Linked DNA regions of Pan troglodytes: region 2 is linked to region 1. Evidence: chromatin contacts called from public Hi-C data. All regions are on one chromosome and are shown on one strand. The core of a region is the stretch at or near the end of the contact, and the rest is flanking DNA. Distances in the headings are between cores, read along the strand shown. Region 1 overlaps DAPK1 (death associated protein kinase 1). Region 2 holds the start of DAPK1 (death associated protein kinase 1).

Region 1 (6,415 bases), core at 3,395-5,894:
ACCTTAGCTAGTACTTCTGTTTGGGTCCCTGCCCCTTGAGCCTTGCCCTCTGTAGTGGAAGACAGAAAGCCTAGCTTGGATAAAACTCTAAAGGCCCCAACTGTACCATCTGGCTGCCTGTACATTCATGTATAGAGCAGAGGAAGGGAGGATGTCAGTCATGACCCACCTTGTCCTGGATATTGGGATTGGAGCCAAAGCTGCACAGTAACTGAGCCACGTCAGCATGGCCGTAGCGAGCTGCCACGTGGAGGGCCGTCTCTCCAGACTGCAGAAGAAAAGGAGTCGGTGATTCAGAGCCACATCTGTGAGCAGGCTATGGAGATCAGAACCCAAGGCCTACACCCAGGCCTGCCTGGTTCCACTCTGTCCCCTTTGGTTCCACCCACCCACCTTGGGCAGATGCCCCTATAGTGGCTAGGATTGGGACCTGAGGTTGGGGTGTCCACCACACAGTGAGTATTAAGCCCACATACTTGGCTCATCCTGTGAAGTGCAAACAACTCAGGAGAAGGCTCTCCCTTTTCCATGATAGTTGTTCTCAGTCTTCTTTATGTGCTGATACTTCTAGCTGTGTGATTTTCTCTTTAAACACAACACTCTCTTTTTACTATTGGGTTCATCATTCAGCAGTTACTTAAATGAACAATTTTATTTATTAATAAGCTTCTCATTTCATTGCCTATGATTAGAAACTTATTTTCTTATATTCTCAGAGATTTTCTCAGAAATTTTAAAGAATGTCACTATTTGCCCATGCAATAACTTTCTGTGAATTAGTAACAAGTGCAAATCCTTTAAGATACTTTACTTCTATCCACCCCACAGAAAATCATCAGAATAAACAAATTTTAAGAAGACAAAACAAGATATAGTGTTGCCACCTTCCAGAAAACTGCCATAATAAATGTGTGTCTCTGATATGAATGTTACCCCTCAGATATGGTGCAGTGCACAACCCATGCAACTGTGTGTGGCAGCTTGACTAAACGTCAAATTAGTCTGCCAGTACTGGAAGCAGAGAAGTGTTGTACAGTAGAATAAATAATGGATGAGTAGGTAGGAATTCCAGGTTCAGGTTCCAGCACAGCCAATTAATTCACAGGATTGTTGTGTGAACTGAATGAAACACACACATATGAAAACAAGGTATCTTGATAAATCAGTAACTTTTATAACACCGTTGTGCCAAAAAAAAACCTTACTTTATTACTTTATGTGCATTGTCTCATTAATATCTTCTAGTGTCTGTGATTGTCAGGTCAGCACTGTCAGCCACTTCAAAGAAGAAGAGAATAGGAGAGATCCGCTTAAAAGCACAAGGTTGAGTCAGGAAGAAAATCGAATCGAGACCGAGGTCTCTCTCTGGTTGTCTGTACTAGAACTTTGAGGTTTTTATGTTATGGGGATTATAATTCAATGCGTGCGTATTATGGCAACTACCTGAAAGATTTTGACTTAAGGCTGATTTCAGTATTAGACCAAACCACGGGCAACAAGACATTTCCAACTTAAATGTTCTGCAGGTGAATTCTGGTCCTGATTCCTTTCCTTTGGGTCCCGATGCACATGGTAGGCCAGCACTCACACTCACATGCATCCATTTACTACCTCCTCATGTTCCTCCTAAGAGAAGTGGCCTTACCTTGTCTTTCACATCCAAAGGGCATTTGTTCTCACTGAGAAATTTCAAGGTATCGACGTGGCCATGCCGAGCAGCCCAGTAGACGGCATTGGACCCACCCTGCAGGAAAATCAACCTGGGGTCACATTTCTAGGGAGCTGACAGCACCAGACGCATGCATTCCTCAGACTCACTGTTATTTCCCTTCCTGTGTGATGACAAACCCCAGAGGAGCAACTTCCCAGAGGAATAAAACCCTCATTCTATTTTACACCTTTGACAAATGTACCGTGGTTATACTAGATGCTAGCATTAGGGGCACCTGGGTGAAGCAAATAATGGAACTCTCTGTACCACTTTTCCAACTTTTTTTTGTAAATAAAAAATGATTTCAAAATAAACAATTGCTTATAAACAATTATTTTATGTTTGTAAACCCTCATCTCCCCGCTCTGGTTAGGATTCCCTTACTGCAGAGGGCCAGATCTACTCCACTTACAGCTCTGCTGACGTCTGCAGAAGCAGGCAAACACATTTCTGATGAGAATAATTAGATAATAAAACTTTTTCATGTGTGACATCTAACATTGTTGAGTAAATGTGATCGGTAAGAAGTAAAATCTGGGTAGTGTACAAAGAAATGCTGATGTCAAGCAGCAGCGCCAAGGGGAGGATAAATGATAAATGTTTGCCTCTTTAACCCATGTGTCAGGCTGTACCAAGCTGTTTAAAAGCAGCTCATCTTCCTTTACAGGAAACTGAGAAACAAGTTAGGACATAAATTTTTTTCCTCTGTTACCCCTATGATTAAGATACACTTGAAAATACTTTAAAATTCAATTCATTTCAATAAAACAATTATGACCTTATCCTGGACATCGATTCTTGAGCCTCTTTTAATGAGCAACTGTAGTATTTGAATATTCCCACAGCCAGCAGCAATGAGTAATGGAGGTGTCCCGTGCTAGAAAAGGCAAGAAAAAAATTACTAATTTTCAGGTTTGGTAGGAAAGGAAAAGCCCAAACAATGATTGCTGTTCCCACACACCTTCCCCTGTCTCCACAGACATAGAGCTACCACTGCGTGGCAGGAAGAGAAGACAGGTGGAAGGGTATAAAACCTTTCCTTCCCCTTTCAGATTCTCATCATCGGGGACATTTTCATTAGCAGGATGAGAAGATCTAAAATTTCATGGGTAGAGATACAATACGTGAATGAAGGAAGGTCCTCAATGCACAAAGACCTTATTTGTAACTCAAATCACTTTCTAAACAGAAGTGATTTTCCCCACAGTATGGAGCTTCCAGTTGGAAGGGAGAATGGAGAAGCAGATGGGGTCTTTCCTTGGATATGGAAGGGCAAGGTCACTGTGACCCACCCCTCCAGTATGCGGCAGAACAGAACCAGACCTTGTTGGGTTGGTTAACATCATAGTTGGATAATGAGCCCAGAAGGTGCTGCAGGCCTGGGACGTTGTCATCGTTGATGGCATGGATGATGGCTTTCATCACAAAGGAGTCTTCCTCATCCTTGAGAGAGACAGCCAAGATGGAAACAGAGTTACATTGCTAGCCATGCTTTTCTTACCAACATAAAAGAAACCTGTGCTCACTTGTTAACAGGGGCATTCAGAGGAAAGTAAGCCATTTACTCCCCAAATCCATACAGTCACGGAGGGACCTAGGAAGGAATTTTTGCTCCTTCCATGTTGCAAACAAACACTATCTACTCTTTATCTGGGCTTTAATGTCACCTGCAGTATAGCCCAGAGACACAATGTCCAAGATCCAGATTTCAAATAATGATGATAAGTAACCCTTTGTGTTTATCTTAAGAATCTGTCAAAACATAGTTCCTAAAACCACTGTGAAAATTTTTAGGTATAACACAGACTCTCTTCCTGGATAAGGAAAAAGAAAAGCCTATTGCAGCAAAGAAATGATGCCTTTGAATAAGATATTCTCAATTTGCAATTTTTCCAATTACAGAATTGTTTTCTGATCACTTGAATTTCTTCCATTGCTAGGTATAGAATAACATGGCAAAAATCTCTGAAAGCTGGTCCCAATTATAAAAAATAGAAAAATAAAAATTAAAACAATAGGCTCTAAATAAAGAAAATAAAGGCTAGAAATCAGAAAACTGATGCATTTCTAATTACAAAGGAAAAATAACTGAAGAGTAGTGAACAAAAACTGGAAAAATCTTTGCCACTCTTTCAAAATTCACATTAAAACTAAGGAATTAGCTAGAAAAATCCTAAACAAAATTTCTGAACTTATGAACATAGAATTATGACCACTGGAATTTCAAATCTGGAAAAGTTAATCTACAGAGGCTGAATCTCTGCTTGTGGGGGAGAATGGAGAAAGCATTTCTCTCCATCTGCTTTCTCTTCCCTATAGATCTGAATCCAAACACTTTTCATGCGGGTTTTAGTAGTATTTGTATAAAATGCATGTTTAAGAATGCCACTGGTTTTGCTTTTCTATCACAATTGAAGTCAGTGACTAAGAGGCGTTTACATGAAAGTGCAAGTCAAGAGAAATGGGGAAAACAGAAGGAATAAAGCAGATTGTTATGACTCATCCCCATGATTAGAATATGGAAATAAGGGAATCTGACTTCTGGGAGGGGATCTTTCCACTTGGAGCTCCTACAAGACCCTTGGTCCCTCTCCTACCCTAAACCTTTCACTGTGACACATGTATTGTCTCCCAGTTGAATATTCAGTGATTTCAATTTGCAATCTTTAATCATTCTCATTATCTTACCTAGAGTCACAGTTTTTATCTTTTCACTGGTTGTGCAGCCACCCTCTAACAATTCCCAAACAAAGCCTCCTCTTCTCTCTCTTCTCACCCTGAACTGCTTCTCTTTTGTTTTTTCAAACATCTCCAATCCCATTTCACTCCACAAGGCTAGATGTGAAGCCTCAGTGAAGCTACTAACTTAAGGAGAAAAAAGGGGAGCTGGTGTTTGCAGTTCCCACCCTGAAGTACTTGGCTCCACCGGGAAAATGCTGACTATTCAGTTAAAGGGGCAGGGTAGTTCCCGCAGGACGACCGTGGCTGCCTTGTCTGGAGTCCCCTTCACCTCCTGACTTAACAAAGCCCCGTTGTTTGATTGTCAGGGGAAAGTCTTGTTGAATTCGGATGCTTCCACTCATATCTGAAGAGCTTATCTGTGATTAGGTTTCAGTTTGGATTAGAGGAGAAAATAAAGAAAATAAAGGCTAGAAATTTGAAAATAAATGCATTTCTAATTACAAAGGAAAAATAACTAGAGAGTACTGAACAACAAATTTGATAAATCTTTGCCACTTTGTCAAAGTTCACATTAAAACTAAGAAAGTTGGAGTTACATTCAAGGGCCTTGGGCAGTCAACACCAGGGCAGTCAGGCAAGCAGGTTTGGCCTTCTGGTCTGCTAGGAGACACAATCAGTAAGCAGCACTGCATTCTCCCTGATTCTCTGGTGCGGGTGTGTGGGAAAGGAGTGGCAGCTGTCTGTCCCTTCTGTGCTACTGTTAACCAAGATTCTTCTATGTCAGTGGCTACAGTTCACGCAGATTAGGACAAGCTCTTTTCTCTTCTGCTGGCTAGCCTCTCTTTTACCAAAATATCAGTGCGTGTGTCTCTATGTGTGTGCATTTGCTGTGCGTGTGTGTGTGTGTGTGTGTGTGTGTGTGTGTTGGGGGGGGTAGTCCGTGCTTATGTTTGCATCAAGGTGGAGGGTAGTGTTAGAGGTATGAGGCTATGACGGGGGACAGCACCATCCAAATCAAAGAGAAAAAAAGAGGAAAGAAGCAAGAGGGTGCATCAATCAGCACCCCCAAACCCCTCCGAGGGGATCAAGAATAAGCTTGCCATTTCCACAACTTCAGGTTCCTGGGAGGTTGAACGAATAGAACAGCTTGGTCATTCTGAGTACCCAGTGCTGAGAAAGGAGCACCAGGGCACACGGGTTTGCTTACCAGAGTATCATCACTTCTGGCCACACTCATGTTACTTCTGGACAGGAATGACCTGGATAATCTTTGGCACAGTGATATCAAGCGAACGGATTGCTTTTTTAAAAAAAAAAAAAAAAGGGAGGGCGGGGAGAAAAAAGGTAGGGTGAGAGGAGGAGAGACAGCTTATGTAACAATTGTCAAATGAGTACAAACGACAAAGCCTGCGAGATCGTGTTCATTGCTATCAGCACACACTCTCCCAGGGTGGGCAATCCTACAGCAGACTGGGTTGTATTTGCTTAAAGAATAATTTTAAAGGTCTTGTAAATCAAGACAACAGGATATAGAGATTCTCCTTCCATGTTTCATTATTGAACTACAGAGCTGGACACCCCACATCCTTTCTCTCTCTATATTTTCTTCTCTGCTGTTTGGAGAAGGTGATCTGACCCTTGCAGGTCGCCCCTCAGAGAAGCACAGACTGCAGGGGCCTTGCTCTGTGTCCTTTGTGCCACATAAGCAGTGATGGTAGACAATATGATAACCAAAACGCAACAGCTGTTGGAAGTGAACAGCTGGGGGACCTCTTAGTCTATAGAACAAACATCTCTGCATTTACTCTTTCAGGCAAAAGTACAGTTAAAGAATGAGAGCGAGAAAGAGAAATGGTTGCTCTCTCTCTATTTTAAGCCTAATTCTAAGGACTTTTGAGAATCTAGTGCTGTGGTCTTCCTCATCCCTACCATGGCACCCCAAAACTGGTAGGTGTGAAAACGACGTACATTTCTGGCCCTGAGCTGGGAAGACACGGTAGGTACCCACTTCCTCTAGGTTTG
Region 2 (6,273 bases), core at 1,329-3,828, 150 kb after region 1:
TTAGTTTCCATAATTCTCATTAGGCAATCCAGGATGTGGGTGTTTTTTAATTTCCTTTTCATGGAGAAAAAGGAAGCTTTGTATCAGGACATCAGATGTATATGGGAAAATACATATTTCAATGCACATATAAGTAAATACATATTTTGTTTGTTTAAAGATCCTTTTGCCTACTCCACTCACAATGTAAATACACCACAGTCAAATTCCATAAATTCAGTTTTAAATGTATGTATGAAAACTAGGTTTTCTACTAAAGTTGACCAGAGCCCAAAACACTCTGTCTAATACACAGTCAAAGGAAACAGCAATCAGCCCTTAGATGCCCCGAAAGAAACCACTCTTTGTTTACCTAGAAACTGAAAGATTTTACACTGAGAATCACAGCTGCTACAGCAATGGAGGTATGCTCTGAATCCAGATAGCCATATTAGACTCTCATTGATTTGTTAAAAATTTAACATTGTAAATGAAACCAAAGCAACCACCAACACCAACCAGCTAATTAAATTCCTTGTTGCAAGAAGTTTCAAAATCCAAGCCCAATGTCAACATCTGGCAAGTCTCCATTTACCACCTACCAATACTTGCTCAAATTACACTGAAAATTTAGATAGAGGGTAAAGTACTAAGATTTTTAAAACCTATTAATTAGTTTGTACCCTCCGTTTAAATCACACATAAAAGCTAACTCCAATTGCAATTATAATCTTAGTGTTTGTCCTGTTGTCACAGAAGGGCAAGGGCTGACAAGAGTTAGCACGGACAATTAAATCTGATTTTGTCCAGGGGACTTGATCAATATACTGTGCATCATAATCTAGCCCTGAACTGCTGCCTCTCCTCCACCCCCAGGCCCTTGGACCAGGCGGTTTACCGCTGGGTTAGTAACTCTTTTCTCTATGATTTGCGCATCTCCAGAAAGGGCGAGGGAGACGCCTGATTCAAACTGCATTTGTTTACCACCCAATGGCCCCATCGTTATGCATTTCCACAATCCAGGAGGGTACGCTTCTGGCACCCCCTTTACCTGCCAAGTTCCTCGCCGGTGTCGTAGTAATCATCCACGTTTTCCTGCCTGAACACGGTCATGATAAACTGTCACGCCTCACCAAAGCCCAGGGCACTTCAGCTCCGCTTCCCAGACCATCACCACCGCTCCTGCGCCTCCGTAGCCCCCTCATGCATCAGTCTCCAGTCCTTTTGAAAAAAAAAAAAAGGCAATAATAATAGTAAAATGGCAACCCCAAAAGGAAGTAGACCTCCCCGGCGCTAAGACCCCGCTCGCTGAAGACCGGGTCTCCGGAGCTGCCCCTCCTCGCGGGGTGGAGAGGAGCACCCTTTGTTAAAGCTGGGCGGCCAGGGACGCCCCCGACCCCTCAGCCCCACGCGCGCGCGTGGGGCCGGGCACCACGGCACCCCGAGGTCGGCGTCCCCAAACGCTGGGCGGTCTGTTGGGATCAGAACCGGCTCCGGAAGTGACTGGCCTCCCCGCCTCCCCTTTCTCTGCACACATACCCACCCAGCTTTCCCACCTCCAGGGACGCCGCGGAAGAATGAAGCCCTCGCCCAGACGGTACGCGCCTCACTGGGAGCAATCTCTCTCCAGCCTGCGGCAACGGTGGCACCCCTAACACCGTGGCCACCGTCTCCCCTTCCCCGAGCGAGGCAGTCCCCAGAGCCACATTCCTGGCGACTCCCTCTCCGTTACCCGGCCGACCCGGCGTGCGGCCGCCCGGGGGAGCAAGGGAGGGAAGGGAGCGGCCCACCGAGGCGCGGCAGTCCGCTCCAGATCCCCGCGCCCCGACACAAAGCGCCTGGTCGGGCCGGCGCCACCTGTTCTCACCCGGCCCGCGGGGCTGGGGAAGCCTCCCGGCTGCGATCGCACTTCTCCCCGAAGCCAAGTTTCCCTCCGCCTTGGCCTTCCCAGTTGCTCGAGGCACTGCCCGGACAAACCTCACCGCGCCCTGGCTGGGAAAGCAAAAGCTGGCGCCGGGGGTCGGGGGGACCGGGGAGCCGCGCCTCGCTACTCACCCGGGCGCCTGGGAGCTCCCCCGGTCCCTCCGGAGCGCTGTCGGAGGCCGACCATAGGCGCCAGCGCCGGAGACCAGCCGGGGCGGCGGCGGGAACACAGCTAGGGAGAGAGTAGGGGGCGCAAATCCCTCCCAGGCGCCGGCTCCAGACCCTGCCGCTGCGAGTTGCGGAGTCCCCTCCGCGGAGGGAACAAAGTCCCCGGCGTTGGCTCGGCCCGGCTGTCCTGCTCAGACTCCGAAGCAGCCTCTCGGCTCCTTGCCGCCTTTTGGGCGGAGGGCGGCCGGCAGGCGGCCAATGGGGACCCTGCAAGCGGGCTGGCGGCGCGGCCCACCCACCTCCGAGCTGCCCTGCCAGGACGGCGCTGCGGGTTCTGCGCGGCGCTCGCTGCTCCTCCCAGCTCCGCGCTGCGGGCTCGCTGGCGCGCTCTACCGCGCACACCCCGCACACACCCACTCGCCCCACACCCACGCCGGCCGGGGAGCCAGTGCGTCCGCCCGGAACGCGGGCGCCCCACCTGTGACACATTGCTAAGCTACCCTCTGACTGGGTTCTAGGGAAACACGGTTCTTTCGTCCCGAGATGTGTACTGGGATCCCAGCTTGTGCCGGGCACGGTGCTTGGTATGGGAAAATCACATAGAACAAAACAGATTTTTTTAAATCCCTGCCTTCCGGAAACCTGCATTCTGGTGGGACAGATAGATAATAAATATGTAAGCTAATTAATAAGGTAATTTAGGAGGATCAGTCCTACGTTTACCACGAAACAGGTTAATAGAATAGAGAATGGCAGGAAGGGAGCATACCTCATTAGACTGGGTTCCTCTGCCGGACTGGTGTTGGAGCCGAGGTTTGAAGGCAAGAAGGTTTGCAATCCGAAGAAAGGGTTGAGGTCTCCGAGACCCAAAGAAGCAACAGAGACGCAGAGTTTATTTGCACTATCCCATATGCTATTGGCTATTGTTGAGCTGAAATGTAGCTAGTCCCAAATTAATTGTGCTGTAAGTGTAAAATACACATTAGAGTCCAAGACAGTATGGATATGAGAATGAAAAATATCTCACGAATATTTTTATATTCATTACACTTTCAAATGATAGTATTTTGGATACGTTGGGTTAAACAAAATATATTATTAAAATTAATTTCACCTGTTTACTTTCTTTTTTTTGAGACGGAGTCTCACTCTGTCGCCAGGCTGGAGTGTAGTGGCGCGTGGCAACCTCCACCTCCAGGGTTCAAGCGATTCTACTGCCTCAGCCTCCCCAGTAGCTAGGACTACAGTCGCACGTCACCATGCCCAGCTAATTTTTGTATTTTTAGTAGAGACGGGGTTTCACCGTGTCGACCAGGATGGTCTCCATCTCTTGACCTCGTGATCCGCCCGCCTCGGCCTCCCAAAGTGCTGGGATTACAGGCGTGAGCCACCGCGCCCGGCCTCACCTGTTTACTTTTTAAAAGGTGGCCACTAGAAAATATAACAGTACCTATGTTGCTTGCATGAGATTTCTGAGGACTGTGCTGGTCTACACAAAGATCCCATATCCACTGGAGACCTCTATCCAGTTTCTCTACTTCCCACCCCTTGCTCCCACCTAATGTTTGGGTGGGGACGAAGAAGGGTTGATTCCCCACATCCCACTGCTGGAGAACCCCAAACGGTGAAAAGCTCCGAAAGGGAAATCTATTTTACTGCCTAGAATGATGAAAACTGACAGATGAAGAGATTTCCTATCCATACCGTTGTTCAAATCCCCAGGCTTTCTAAACTGAGTTGGTTCAAATCTCTGTGGTTCAACAGAAATTTTCAACTGTGAAGATTTTGGCCTCTTGAAAACAAGGCAAAACAAAACAAAAGAATACCCCTCAGGCCTTATGTCAAATCCTAGTCTTTTTTTTTTTTTTTTTTTTTTTTTTTTTTTTGAGACGGGTTTTCGCTCTTGTGGCCCAGACTGGAGTGCAGTTGTGAAATCTTGGCTCACTGCAAACTCCGCCTCCCGGGTTCAAGCGATTCTCCTGCCTCAGGCTACCCAGTAGCTGGGATTACAGGCATGTGACTATGCCCGGCTAATTTTGTATTTTTAGTAGAGACGTGGTTTCACCATGTTGGTCAGGCTGGTCTTGAACTCCTGACCTCAGGTGACCCTCCCTGCTCGGCCTCCCAAAATGCTGGGATTACAGGCGTGAGCCACTGCGCCCAGCCAAATCCTAGTCTTAAATAACATTGCATTAATGACCCACAGGAAGGGCACACAGGAATCAAGGGGAAGTCCCCAAATTGGGAGACGGTATTAGCTTAAGCAGTGGGCTTGATAATACAAAAGGGTCTTGAGAGGTGAGAAATACAGTCAAAAATAACAACAACAAAAAAAGAGTGATTCGTCTGGGAAAATGCAAATGAATACATCTGTTGGGAGAAAAAATTTAAAACACAGATGTTTGGGATAAACTTGGAAGGTGTTTATGGATGACTGCCATATGGGTAATATTTATTTTCTGCAAAATAAAAAATATATTTTCCGAGGCAATTAAAAGGATTGAATCTATTTGGCAGCTAGAATGTCTTAACTACCCTAATGGACAATGATGTTCACCGGAGATTATCTGGAGTAGTGAAAAAGAGCATGAAATTTGGAGTCACAAAATTAGATCTAGTATTGGTGGAACCATTTAACAGCTTAATAACCTTGGATGAGTCACTAACCCCTGAGCTTTATGTGTACACCAATTTAGACAAGCATTTTAGAAAGGGGAAATGTGGTCATTTAAAAACATATTCACAAATTCTTTGACACTCCCCCAATCAAGAGGTGGAGTCTAATTCCCCTCTCAATAAATATGCACCAACCCTATCTGCTTGCTTCTAAGAAAAGGTAGTGGCAGTGGCACAGTGTAATTTATTTCCAAGGTTAGGTCATAAGGCATTAGAGCTTCTGCCTGCTTGCTTCTCTTTCTCTCTCTCTCTCTCTCTCTCACTTTCCCTGCCTCCCTCTCCCCCTCCACCCACTCTAAAGCCTTCAGCTGTCATGATTACCCTAGGGCTGCCATGTAGAGACATGTGACAAGACCACAGAAAGAACGAGAGATGCCCAGAGAAGCCAGCTGTCCAGCCCCACTCTCACTCCCAGTTGTTTATATCTTCCAATTCAAGTTCTGTGAGCAAAATCAATGACTTTTAACGTTTTAAGTCATTATTTCAGAGTGGTTTGTTATGTAGCAATAGATTATCTTCTTAAAAAGAAAAATTAAGAAAACTTATCTCTTAACACATACCAGGTTCCAGAGAGATGAAATAATTCTCTCAATTAATCTTTAAATAAATTAGCGGGGTTTTTATTTAATAAATAAATAAATAAGTGGTTATTTCCACTTTATATGTAAACGTCTCAGTTTCATCACCTGTGAAATGAAGATGATTATAGACTCTTACATATTCCTTGGGTTTATTGGGAGAATCTAAAGAGATAATGCATGAAACAGGACTTTGTACGTTATAAAATACACCAGAATGTTGGATATTTTATTTTCTATCATGTCCCTAGCAAAAAGGACTCAGAGAGGCATCTCACACATAGAAGGCAACAATATAAGAAGCCAGAAATTATGAGATGCCAGTTGAGAAGGACTGCTATAAAAATAATTATGATATGGACTATGGATTATAATAATCATGGTGATAATATTTTAAACAAACCCGACTGTAGATTTTAGAACATTATTTTACAGTCGTATTAGGGTAAAATAACCATTGCTATAAGACCCAACAAATCCCAGAGGTTTAACACATTAAAAATGTGTTACTTGCTCTCAGCACAAAGGTTTGCAGGGCATAAGCAGAGATCAGCTCCACAGTAGTCATTCAGAAACCCAGGTTTCTGCCATCTAATGAATCCATGCTCCTCCAGCGTAAGTTCCTCAGTTGATCCTTTCCATCTTTTGGCTGATGAGAGAAGAGATAATACAGGGAGGATTGCACTGAAGGTTTATGTAGGAGGTCAGATTTGAAGTCTGAGACAATCATTTTCTGGCAAGATGTTCTCAGCTCAAAGTGGACCATATTATCTCATTTCCACCTTTTGGTTGCTCTTTTGTGACATGGCTTTGGTTTTATCAAGGGCTAATATTTTTAAGAATGTTTCGCACTTTGGGAGGCCGAGGCGGGCAGATCACGAGGTCAGGAGATCGAGACCATCCTAGCTAACACGGTGAAACCCCGTTTCTACTAAAAATACAAAAAATT

The links. Hi-C and Micro-C count contacts between places; a contact is called where the count stands out from the background.
Region 2: a contact with region 1 is called in a Hi-C map of stem cell-derived neural progenitor cells, with 3 times the contacts expected there. The contact joins the promoter of DAPK1 here to the enhancer-like site in region 1. A contact is called at or near these places in 1 of 7 Hi-C or Micro-C datasets (stem cell-derived neural progenitor cells) and 1 of 1 datasets of contacts at active chromatin or transcription factors (stem cell-derived excitatory neurons).

What each region holds. Positions count from the first base shown.
Region 1 is chr11:50,771,922-50,778,336 of NHGRI_mPanTro3-v2.0_pri, forward strand. DAPK1 (death associated protein kinase 1) reads right to left here. Exons shown (of 27, transcript XM_016961086.3): 11 at 5,601-5,693; 12 at 3,035-3,154; 13 at 2,490-2,588; 14 at 1,646-1,744; 15 at 170-268. Among named protein-coding and RNA genes, the nearest start is that of CTSL, 76 kb to the left of the region's middle. Within about 2 kb of position 4,645, at least 3 of the 24 cell types and tissues checked have an H3K27ac peak or open chromatin away from gene starts, as enhancers often do. A contact at or near this core is called in stem cell-derived neural progenitor cells, where this site is marked.
Region 2 is chr11:50,920,703-50,926,975 of NHGRI_mPanTro3-v2.0_pri, forward strand. DAPK1 (death associated protein kinase 1) reads right to left here and starts at 2,579. Exons shown (of 27, transcript XM_016961086.3): 1 at 2,370-2,579; 2 at 1,031-1,200. The coding sequence starts at 1,092.